Linked DNA regions of Mus musculus: region 2 is linked to region 1. Evidence: chromatin contacts called from public promoter capture Hi-C data. All regions are on one chromosome and are shown on one strand. The core of a region is the stretch at or near the end of the contact, and the rest is flanking DNA. Distances in the headings are between cores, read along the strand shown. Region 1 holds the start of Amer2 (APC membrane recruitment 2). Region 2 holds the start of Mipep (mitochondrial intermediate peptidase).

The links. Promoter capture Hi-C pulls out the DNA fragments that hold promoters and counts their contacts.
Region 2: a promoter capture Hi-C map of liver shows a contact between it and region 1, with 2.5 times the contacts expected there. The contact joins the promoter of Mipep here to the promoter of Amer2 in region 1. A contact is called at or near these places in 6 of 39 promoter capture datasets (cranial neural crest, embryonic stem cells, hippocampal neurons and 3 more), 1 of 484 Hi-C or Micro-C datasets (Sertoli cells) and 2 of 9 other capture datasets (embryonic stem cells and pancreatic islet).

Annotation. Positions count from the first base shown.
Region 1 is chr14:60,373,421-60,378,943 of GRCm38.p6, reverse strand. Amer2 (APC membrane recruitment 2) reads right to left here and starts at 1,252. Exons shown (of 1, transcript NM_028113.4): 1 at 1-1,252. The coding sequence starts at 697.
Region 2 is chr14:60,782,620-60,787,779 of GRCm38.p6, reverse strand. It overlaps Mipep (mitochondrial intermediate peptidase), which reads right to left and starts at 3,214. Exons shown (of 19, transcript NM_027436.3): 1 at 2,910-3,214; 2 at 312-485. The coding sequence starts at 3,092. Mipepos (a long non-coding RNA gene) reads left to right here and starts at 3,231. Exons shown (of 3, transcript XR_001781278.2): 1 at 3,231-3,307; 2 at 3,419-3,766.

The sequences.
Region 1 (5,523 bases), core at 3-2,502:
CCTTGACGCACTCCAGGCTGGCGGTGAGCGAACCGGGCAGAACCAGGTTGCCCGGGCCCGCCGCGCGCACCGCCTTCTCCTCCTCCTCCTTGCCGCGCTTGTCCCTCCGGTGCCAGCGCATGCTGCTGAAGATCCCTTTCAGCCCCCTCTTTTGTTTGCCGCCAGCCTTGCTCGCCTCGGCATGGTCTCCCTTGCCGGTCTCCGATCGCCCGTTCTTTTTCAGCAGGGAGAAGAAGCTGTGGGACTTGGCCACCGAGCTGCTGGCCAGGGAGCCCAGGCCAGGCCCGGAGGGTTTGGGGGGTCCGGGGATCGGCCGGGCCCCGCTGTGATCGCTCCCGCCAGGCGGCTCCTCCTTCTTGCTGCCCTCCAGCACCAACACCTCGGCTAGTCCGTCGTGGGTCCTGCTTCTCACCATTCCCGTCGGCCCCGAGCTCTTCCCATCCCCTTTGTTTTTGACCCCAAAAATGCTGGGCATGGTGCCCCCCGATTTCCTTTTCTTGAATAACTTGAACGCAGCCTTATTGATCTTCCCCGACGGCGGCTCTGCGGCGGGCGTCTCCGCGGCGCACTCACAATGCGAGTCCATGTCTGCAGCGAGGGCCCCGGCCTGCTCCTGCCTCCCGCAGACCCCCGCGCGCGCGCCGCCGCCGCGCTCGCTGACAGCCGCGCCGCCGCCGCGGCTCCTGCCCGTCTCCATGGAAACCGAGTGGGATCAGCCGCTGTCGTCAGCCGTAGGCTCGCGCCAGGCCACTGTCACCCGCGTTCTAAATCAACCTGAGCGGCTCTCGCTGCTGCGCTGTGGCTACTGCAACTGCGGCGGCTGAAGCGCACAAACCGGACTATCTCCCCTCCTGCCAAGGGCTTATATAATATCCTGGGTGCCACATAGGTTTTTGTGTAGCAAGAGCCTTCATCGCAGCCTCGAGGCGAAAGAAAAAAATGAAATTCATAATTATGGGCTTTGGATCCCAGTGCGTTGATTCTCACCACCTCAGGTTCTTCTTCCTCTAGCCCAGCTTTTCCTAGGATCGCAGCTTCAAAAATTAACACATGCGTCCCCCATGTCCACAAAGAACAATGCCTTTTCCTTTATCATCTGTTTTGGACTTCATGCAGCCTCCTATCTTTCTCCGGTCCTTCACATAGGTCTTAGCGTGTGGGTACTAAGCCCAAGAGGCACCATGCCAATCTGTTCACGCCTGCGTCTGGTCCAGTGCCGAATGTAGTCCTCTTCAGGTTGATGCTGTATTCTGATCATGTGGCTCTGATTTCCTGTTACAGAAGCAACAGCCGTCAGTCAAATACCAATTAGCAGCTCTCAGCAACGAAAGTGCAACAGTCCCCTAGGGTTCGCTGGTCCTTTGGGAGACCACAAAGCTTTTATCCCCCACCCCAGTGACATGGGGCTTAAGTCACAGAAGCCACCAATTGGTCACAATAGACTGAGCACACTGAGAACTTAGGTTGGAGAATTCTGATCCCTCTGCAGGTGGGTCTTAGAGGCCTGGGCTCAGTCTTCCTCTTTCATTCAGGGGTATGGTAAGTATACCTCTCTCTGTTGTGCCCAGCCTACCCCTGTCTAAGAACACCCAAGGACCCCACTCGCTGTCTTTCCCAATAGGACAGGGGGGAAAACCAGACAGGGGTCAGAGGTCGTCCCTGTGGTTGCTTCTGACCCCACTGGTCTAGAGGCAAAGGGAACTGGGTTCCAGAGAACAACCTGTGTGGGTAAGGTTTCTGTGTTCTGACTTTGAAGACAACTGCTAACATTGTAGCTTTTCCTAACCAAGGGCTTGCCAGCAAAATAGGGAAGGATTTGGAAAAGATTCATGTTTTATAATCCTTAATAACCCTATTTTAAAAATATTGATTATATATAGTGATTATTTGATTGTATATACTATTTACATACAAACACCAGTCTTTCCTGCTTCTCTTGAATTTATTTTCCACAAGTTACTTATATTTTGCAGATTCAGAGTTACTTATATACTGTACTTATACTGAACTGCAGATTCAGTTGTTGGCCAAGGCAGCCTCCAGGGTTCACAGTTAGACCATGGAGTTGAGCAGTCATGTTGCTCTTTCTCATCTCAATGAAAAAACGGCTCTAAACTGAGACTGGAATCAAAGGACCTTTCTGTTTTCAGAGTTCAAACCCCACCAGCTCTTTCCACCTACTAACAGGACTCTTTATGGACAGAATATACAACAACAGACTTTTAAAAAAAAATGAGTTTTCTTTTCAAAATATTTACTTCTTTTGTATGTGTGTATTGTGTGTTATGTGTCTGGGCACACACGTACCACAGCAGAGGACAACCTGTGGAAGTTTTCATCTTCTACCTTGTGGGTCCTAAGGATCAGTTATCAAACTTGGGGGCAAGAATCCTCACCTACTGAGCCCTCTCACTGGCCCACTTCCTGAAGCTCTAATTGATCATGTGACATGATGGAACAGAGTCCCGTTTGCCCTGCAAAAGATTAGACATGAAGAACTATAAAGAGAAAGTCACTTGTTATTTCTTTGAAAGCTTTTGGAGGACAATTGGAAGTCTGTCTCAGTTCTTTACACACACACACACACACACACACACACACATCAACACACCATGCTGGCTAGAAAGTGTGTTACTATATATGTAACCATGCCAGTCTGAAATTGCTTTAGACCACAATTGGGAGGAACAGTCTAGAAAAACCACAAGTCTCGAAGTCTAAGAGCTGGAGTAGGTGGCCTGCTTAACCAGTAGAGCACTGCCATCTACCAAGATAGGCCAAAAGTAATTCATCTACATAAGAATTCTTGAATCCCCAGAGAGAAAACTGATCAAGGAACATGGGATTGCTACCATTCCTTTGGGACATAGATACTCAAAGAGAAAGACAAAGCAGCTTTCAGTGTAGGGAAGGCTCCTTGGTGGCGAGCCATGCCCCTGCGGAGGAAGGAAGCAGGACACTTAGAGTCTTCTGCTAACCCACTGCAGACCACAGGCAAGGTGAGCAAGGTGAGCTGTAGACTGAGTGTGGACTCCCAACTTCCTCTCCCATGTGAGAGAGAGCAGTTTCCAAGGACTTCATCAAAAGGACTGCACAGGTCAGGAAGAGGGCCAGAGCAGCAGGATGGCTGATGGGTAGAGCTAAAGGCCTGCTGTTGAGTGTCAGGCTGAAGTGAAAGTCCAGCGGTATGAATCAAGGCGAGTTGTTCTTCCCAGCTAAGAGGTGGGGCAACAGCCAGGCCTGGCGGTGCAAACCTGGAAGCTCAGCTGCATGGGAGTCTGAGGCAGAAGAATTCAAAGTTGAAGGCCCAACTAGGCTATGGAGAGGAGTCAAGAGCAGCCTGGGTGATGCAATAAGACCCTGTCTCAACATGAAGTAAAAAAGAGCTGGGATATAACAAAGAATTAGACCATTTTCTAGTTTGCCCAAGGCCCTAGAATCAAACCTCCTCCTCACCACCTCTGCAAAATGGGGCAAGTAGAGATTATATTTGTACAAACAGAAGCATTCTTCTAAGGACAAGCAAGACATTCAAGGTGATTTAACTAGAGGCACCTCAGTCTGTTACTGTGTCTCCTTGTATTCTTTCTCCTCTGTGGAGGCTTGATTTAGAGAGTGAAAGTTGGAGAGAATAAATAGGGGCGCTGGGGGGAACATCCAGCGGTTGACCGGCTCCAGAACTAATGAGGGTCTCTACAAAAGGGTGAGCAGCAGACTTTTCTGGAAAACCCATGTCAGCTTCCTGCTTGTGGGACCAGGGGAGATTCATTATTGAGTTGGTACTAGAGGACATTCACAACAAGAAAAAGACTGAGGAAAACACCTTCGAGATCTAGCACCAGTATTGCTGAAATCTTAATGTCTTCTACATCGCCTAGCCCTGCCTCTGTCCTAAGCTTGCTAGGTAGAATCTTCCACTAAGTGGAATCTTCCATCAGGTGAACCCCACACAGAGCACTGCCTACAAAGGGCTGGTTGAAGGGTTCCCTCAAGGTCCCTGTGTGGCTGCTCCTGGGGGGAGGACGACACTACAGGTCACAGCATTTAGGATGGGAGAGCAACTGGCCTTGAGCCTTTAAAGTATTTAACTGGGGCGATCTGGGGATGTGATTCCTGAGTTCGGACTAGCACTTGCCACCTGCAGACTAGTTAGCCAGTCTGGATCCCACCCAGCCTCTGCTCTTGTCCACTCTTGCCTATGACACTTTTCCAAGGTGTGCTCTTGAAGTGGTCATGTCAACAAGATCCAGCCCAAAGCCTTCGTGAGGGACAGCGTCAATATGTCCATAGGCCCAAGGCCAAGTTGTCATCTGGGTCCAGTCTTCACAGTTTCATGTTTAGATCAAAGGTGTAAGTGACCAATACAGGCAGAGTGAGTGCTTCTCTGCAGTGCTAGTGAGTGCCCCGGGGACACCAGCCAGGCAGTGGCTGACAGGTCTAGCAACCCCAGCAAGAGCAGTCAGTTTCCTGGAGCTACTATAACAGACAGCCACAAGCCTGGGGGCTTAAAAACAGCAGGAATTTCTCATCCTGTAGTTCCAGATGTCAGAAGTGCACATCCTGGTGGCAGAAGGGCTGGTTGTGACTGTGAGGTCTGTAGAGAGGCCCTGCTCCTTGCTTCCGACTGGTCCTGCTTATTGCGCAAATCCTTGCTGCCCCCTTGGCTTTGAAACATTTCATTCCAACCTCTGCCTCCATCGCCACGGACACGGACATTCTCTGTACGCCTGCCTGTGGTGCTTCTCAGAATGATGCCAATTGCGTCAAGGATCTACCCTTTGGAGGTGCCGAGGGCCTAAGTTTGAATCCCCAGTGCCTAAGTAGAAGGTCAGGTGTGATGGTAATCCCAGTTCTGTGAGGACAGAGACCAAAAGGATTCCTAAGGGTAACCAGTTGCCAGCCAGCCTAGCTCCAGGTTGAGCAAGAGATGCTGCCTCAGTGGAACAAAGCAGAAGGTGACAAAGCAAGATGTCCATCCTCCTCCTCTGGCCTCCACAGTTACACACATGTGTATACATATACAGAAGTCACATGCACATGTGTACATATACAGATCCCATGTACATGGTCCATCCTACCCTGGTACAGTGTCACCTTACCTTATACCTTAGTTACACTTGCAAAGGCTCTATTTTACAATAAGGTTCCACTCACAGGTGCCAGTGGTTAAAACGTCTCCGTATCTTTTGAAGCATACAGTTCAACCCACCGCAAGCATTGTTGCCTACAGTGGTGACAGCATGAGCCATTCATTCAGTCCTTGAACAAAGTCACCAATTCCATTGACCCAGACATTGTTGTTCTTTGACTCAGGCACAGGTCATGGTGGACATGGCCTGCTCCGCTATAAAGGTCCCCTAGAAGTATCCAGGCTGTGGATGGACTTTCTAGGGATGTCAGCGATGCGGAATTACACTATGATCTGCCCAAGTAAACAGAAATGGTGATAGGCAAGAAGAACAGGTTCTGCTGTATGACGTGAGACCCATAAGATACCCCAGGACGATCCAGGAGAAACATGTA
Region 2 (5,160 bases), core at 1,965-4,464, 410 kb before region 1:
TGGGATGCACACTCCTGCTCGATCTCTCTCGATCTCTCTCAATCTCTCTCTCTCTCTCACACACACACACACACACACACACACACACCCATGGCATGCATGTTCCTGCACCCTCACACACAGACACACACACAGAGACACACACACACACACACACACACACACGGCATGCATGTTCCTGCACCCTCACACACAGACACACACACACATACAGACACCACACATATACACACACACACACACACACACACACACACGGCATGCACGCTCCTGCACCCTTACACACCCTTGTTTTCCATTCTAAATCTCACCAAGTCAGCCACTCTGCACAGGCAATCCGAGAGTTCGTCAAAAATGAGGACTGTCTGTGGCCCTGGGGGTGTGGAACATGCTCGCTCTACCAGCCACTCCGTCTTCTTCAAGGCTTCCTCTTGGGCAACTTGGAATCCTTCAGGGGTGCTGAGCTCAGGAACTCCAAAAAGACCCTAAAAGTACAAAACAGCATGTCTAACCGATAGCCAGAAGCACAGTTTTGTCTGTCTGTTTCACTCCCTAGAACTACTTTTGTGCAAAGCCCTGATTTTGGCGACCACCCACATCTATGCTCATGGGAACAGTGTCACTATTTCTCTGTCATGCTACACAAAATAACCCTAAAATGTTTTGAAACTATATGTCTCCTTCAAGCTTTCCCTACTTTTCAAAAGTAAATGAATGGTGTGGGTTCAGCTGTCATCACCATGTCTCCGTGAGAAAAAGGCTGGGAAGACTAAATGAAGATTCAAAAGTTCAACAAAATTTCTAACAGTGCCCGGCACACAGACAGCACTTAACAGATGTTAATGACAGCTATAATTAGTTCACAACCTTGGTCACTTGATCATTCCTCCCGGGCTTCAGTTTTCTCATCAAGTATCTGAGGCTGGCAGTATACCTGTCAGCACAGAAACATACTAAAGCAGACAGTATGTATGAGTGCCTCACATACAGCGAGGTCTCCACACATAATACCAACCCACAATACCAATAACCCACAAGGAGACGTAACATACCAAACCCAGTCACTGGCTGAAACTAAGGAACTCCAGTATTTTAATAAAGAAAAATAAAATCACTAATCTAATGCGAATGACCATCTTTGAACAGCAGCTGGAGCACCAATCCTGGCGCCCTGAGAAAGCTGATGCTTAATATAACGCAGGCCAAAGTGTGCCATGTACTTTACACAGATTCTCTCAGCTAAATCACACAGTTCTAGAACCGGGAGTACATTCCCCTTTTACGGATATGGAAATACGCTTTAAAATTCTTTTTGTTTCCTGTGACTGAGTCTGGAACTTCAGATCTTCTCATCTATGCATCCCAAGTCCTAAAAGCCAGGCATATGGACATACAGGCACCTATACACACAAACAAACAAAAACATAATTAAAAACAACTTGGGAAGAAGGGCTGGAGAGATGGCCCAGTGGTTACTGCTCTTGCAGAGGACCGGGGTTCTATTCCCAGCATCTTATATGGTAGTTTACCACCTGTTTACAACTTCAGTTGCAGGGGATAGAACACCCTCTTTTCGCCTGCACGGACACTGCGCATGTGGTGAATTTACATATATTTGGGCAAAACACATAAAATAAAAAAATAAAAAAAGCTTGAAAGTCAAATGTTTGTGGCATGCAACTATAATCCCAGCAGTCCTCCTACATCAAGATAGAAACAAGAAAACAGCCCAGAAGCTCAAGAACCAAATAGGAGCAGGAACGATAACCTGAGTATTCAGTCCAATAGCAAAACCAAGAGAGACTCCACCTCCAAAAGGTTGAAGGTTACAGATCCGGAAAGGCTGTCCTCTGGCCTGCGCCTTCCAGACCTGCATGCATTCACACACACACACACACACACACACACACACACTAAACAATGGTTTAAAATACAGGTGAAATCAGTTCTATTTCATCCACCCAAAACCAAGCTTATCTTTCTGCTAAAAGGCACTTCCAACACCAACTCCACTAATACCAGCATCATCGACCTTTATGGGTTTTGGAGGAAAATTTATATAATAAGAAAGAACTTTCAAATAGACAAAGTTAAACACAGAGATATGCCATGAAGTACAATGAAGCTATATCCCAGACTTGTCTTTAGAAAGCTGCCCAACAGTGAAAAGATAAAAAAATAAAAAAACACTTTTAGAACCCACCTGGGGGTTCATATATCAGATGTTTATAATTCATAACAGTAGCACAATTAGTTGTGAAATAGCAACAAAATAATCTTATGGTTTGAGGTCACCGCATCGGGAGGAACTGTATTAAAGAGTCACAGCATTAGAAGGGTTGAAAAATCATTGTTTTAGGACAAAAATCTTTCCTCAGTCTTCCTGCCTTTTCCTCATTCATTATCAAGTGTCCAACACCACCAAGGGCAGAGTAGAAATAGCCAAGCAATTCTGATGACTTCGTAGGCTATGCAATAAACTACAAAGCACGACAGGAAATCTGATTTTTCTCAGTAGGGTTCTGTAGGTGCTTTCTGTTTTACCGCCGGTTCTTAAGCAACTCAGGCTAGTCTCAAAGTCAGTTCGGAGCCCAAAGGACTGTCTTTTGTACCCTCTTGCCTCTACCTATCAAGACTGTCTTACAAGAGCCACTATGCCTAGTTTAACAGGTTGTTTCAGAGCAGCCTGAAGTGGACAATTAAGGTGTGATGGAGTTTTCAAAGCAAGAGTGTCGTTACAAAGCCAAGGGCAAATGTGAACTCTGAAGCCAGAAGGAAAAGAATGGAGCTTGAGTAGAGGAAAGGCTGAGTTGCCGCTGGGTCAGCCGCTCCGGGGTGCGCTTATCCCGGCACAGTCCCTTTTCAGCCAGACGCGGAGCCCGCGCTGCCCAGACCCACGGCACGCTCACCCGGCGCTCCCCCAACAGGTTCCATAGGTGGCTCTGGGGCTTGACGTTGAAGGCGGCGCCCACCGGGGACCAGCTAGTACTGACGTCCCGGGCGCAGCTCCGGCCTGTGCGTCCCTGCAGAGCCGCCGCGGCTCCCCGGCCGCACAGCCGGCGGGCGTACCGTGCCCCGGCCGCCAGCAGCATCCTCCGGACCCCGGCTCTGCCAGGCTCGGGAAGCGCGCGCCCCGCGTTTCCAAGGCAGCAGCCCACGCCGCGGAACTCGCAGGGCAGACCCGGACTTGAGCACGCTAACAATCGTTAGGAAGAGCGTCGCCCTCCACGCCTTCTGAGCAGCTCCAGTTTCGTAGCGCCCTCGTGTGTCTGGAGGAAGAAACGTCCTGGATTTGAGTTTGACAGTGGTACTAGGGCACAGGGAGAAGGAAGTCGGGTCAGGCATTGGAACTTTTTACAGGTGCCAGGAATGAATGTGAGAACTCAAGATGCTTTCTTGATGCTTTCTTGATTCTCAGAGGAGACTCAATGGCGGCGCGTGAAAGGATCCAGAAGAAACCACAAGCAGTCGAAATCCAAGGCACCTGTCTTCTCCAAAAGTTGTTGAAGTCACTTCCATGTCTGCATGCCCACCAGCTATGGTTGTGTATAGCCATGTGAATTAACTATTGGAGAATTATCATCTATTTTGACTTTGGAAACTATTGATACGGTCTAAGGGTTTTGGAATGATATAGTCTAGGAGTCTTGGTCAGGTTTGTTGTTTCTGCCAGCCGAAGAATTAAAAGGCAGGAAAAATCTGAAGACCAGCATGGAGCAGCAGAGAAATCTTAAGCATCGTGGACAGAATTAGGAGTAGAAGGAAGGTGAGTGAGGTGTGTGTTTCCTGCAACAGGCACACAGAAAAAGACTCTCTGCAAAGGGGACTCAGAAAGCTGGAGAGAGAGAAAAAGAGGGAGAGAGAGAGAGAGAGACTCCTCTCAGGGGCTGGGTTTATTATTATTATTATTATTATTATTATTATTATTATTATTTTAAGCCTCTGCAGAGCCTTCTGCTCCTAATTTAGGGCTGGAGAGTTTGAAGAAATCTAGGGTGGTTGGTTGGCCCAGAACTGTTGTGTGACATGTCCTGACCCAGTCTTGACTTCATTGAGCAGGTCCATCAGCAATGGGGTCTGGTGGTGGGAGAGGAAAACGGTAGGTTGAGGAAGAAGCTGGGCATCTTGGAGATTCACCACCATCATCACCTAGCCATGGTCCCCCCCCCCCTTTCTCTCTGCCTGCCCACCAGGGAGTCGATCTAACTCCCAGTGTCTCATCACGATAGTCTAAAATCTAAATCAGTACAGACAGGACTAATGTGAAATGTCCTACTGCGAAAATGAAAGGAAGGCAGAGGCTGGGAGGGAGGGCATTGGGAAATTGTGGTCGAGTGCCCGGGAAAGTAGAAATGACAGTGCAGACTTGGGAAAGCTTGGGGAAGTCTTTCTACACCCCTAGCCTTCTCCAGAGGAAGGACAGCCACACCACCGTGGTTCAGGGTGTAGGGTCCTGCCGGAAGCAGAGCTTTCTTTTGAAGGTGCAGTCATCTCTCCTGCAGAAGGTGACGTGAGGGGTGGCAGTCATATCTGCTTTATAGACCTTGGTAGGGGAGAAATGAACATTTTGAAGGTTTTGTGTGTGTTTGACTGGTTTGCAGACAGGCTCTCACTCCGTGTTCCAGGCTGTAACTCACCATGTATCCCAGTCTGAGCTCAAACTGGCAGTCTTGCCTCAGCATCCTCCTGGGTGCTGGGATTCCAGGCAGGAGCCACCATGCCTAGAAGGAAGGGTTTCATTATGAGAAATTCGATTTTTCCTTGAGAGATTGTTCTGGGTAGAAGGGGGGGGGCAGTAGACAGAAAAGGGACTGTGGTATCCCAGCCTTTGGGAGGTGGGGTTGAGAGGACACAGAGAGAGAGGCGGGGGGGGGGGGGGGGGGGGAGGGAGGGAAAAAAAAAAAAAGGCGGGGGAGGGAAAAAGGCGGGGGAGGGAGGGAAAAAGGTGGGGGAGGGAGGGAGAGAGGCGGGGGAGGGAGGGAGAGAGGCGGGGGAGGGAGGGAGAGAGGCGGGGGAGGGAGGGAGAGAGGCGGGGGAGGGAGGGAGAGAGGCGGGGGAGGGAGGGAGAGAGGACACAGGAGTAGCTTAGAGTGGTGATAGCATGAGTTCCCCTCACAGTGGGGTGGATGGAAGCAGAGAGAGTTCAGTGCTGGTACTTAG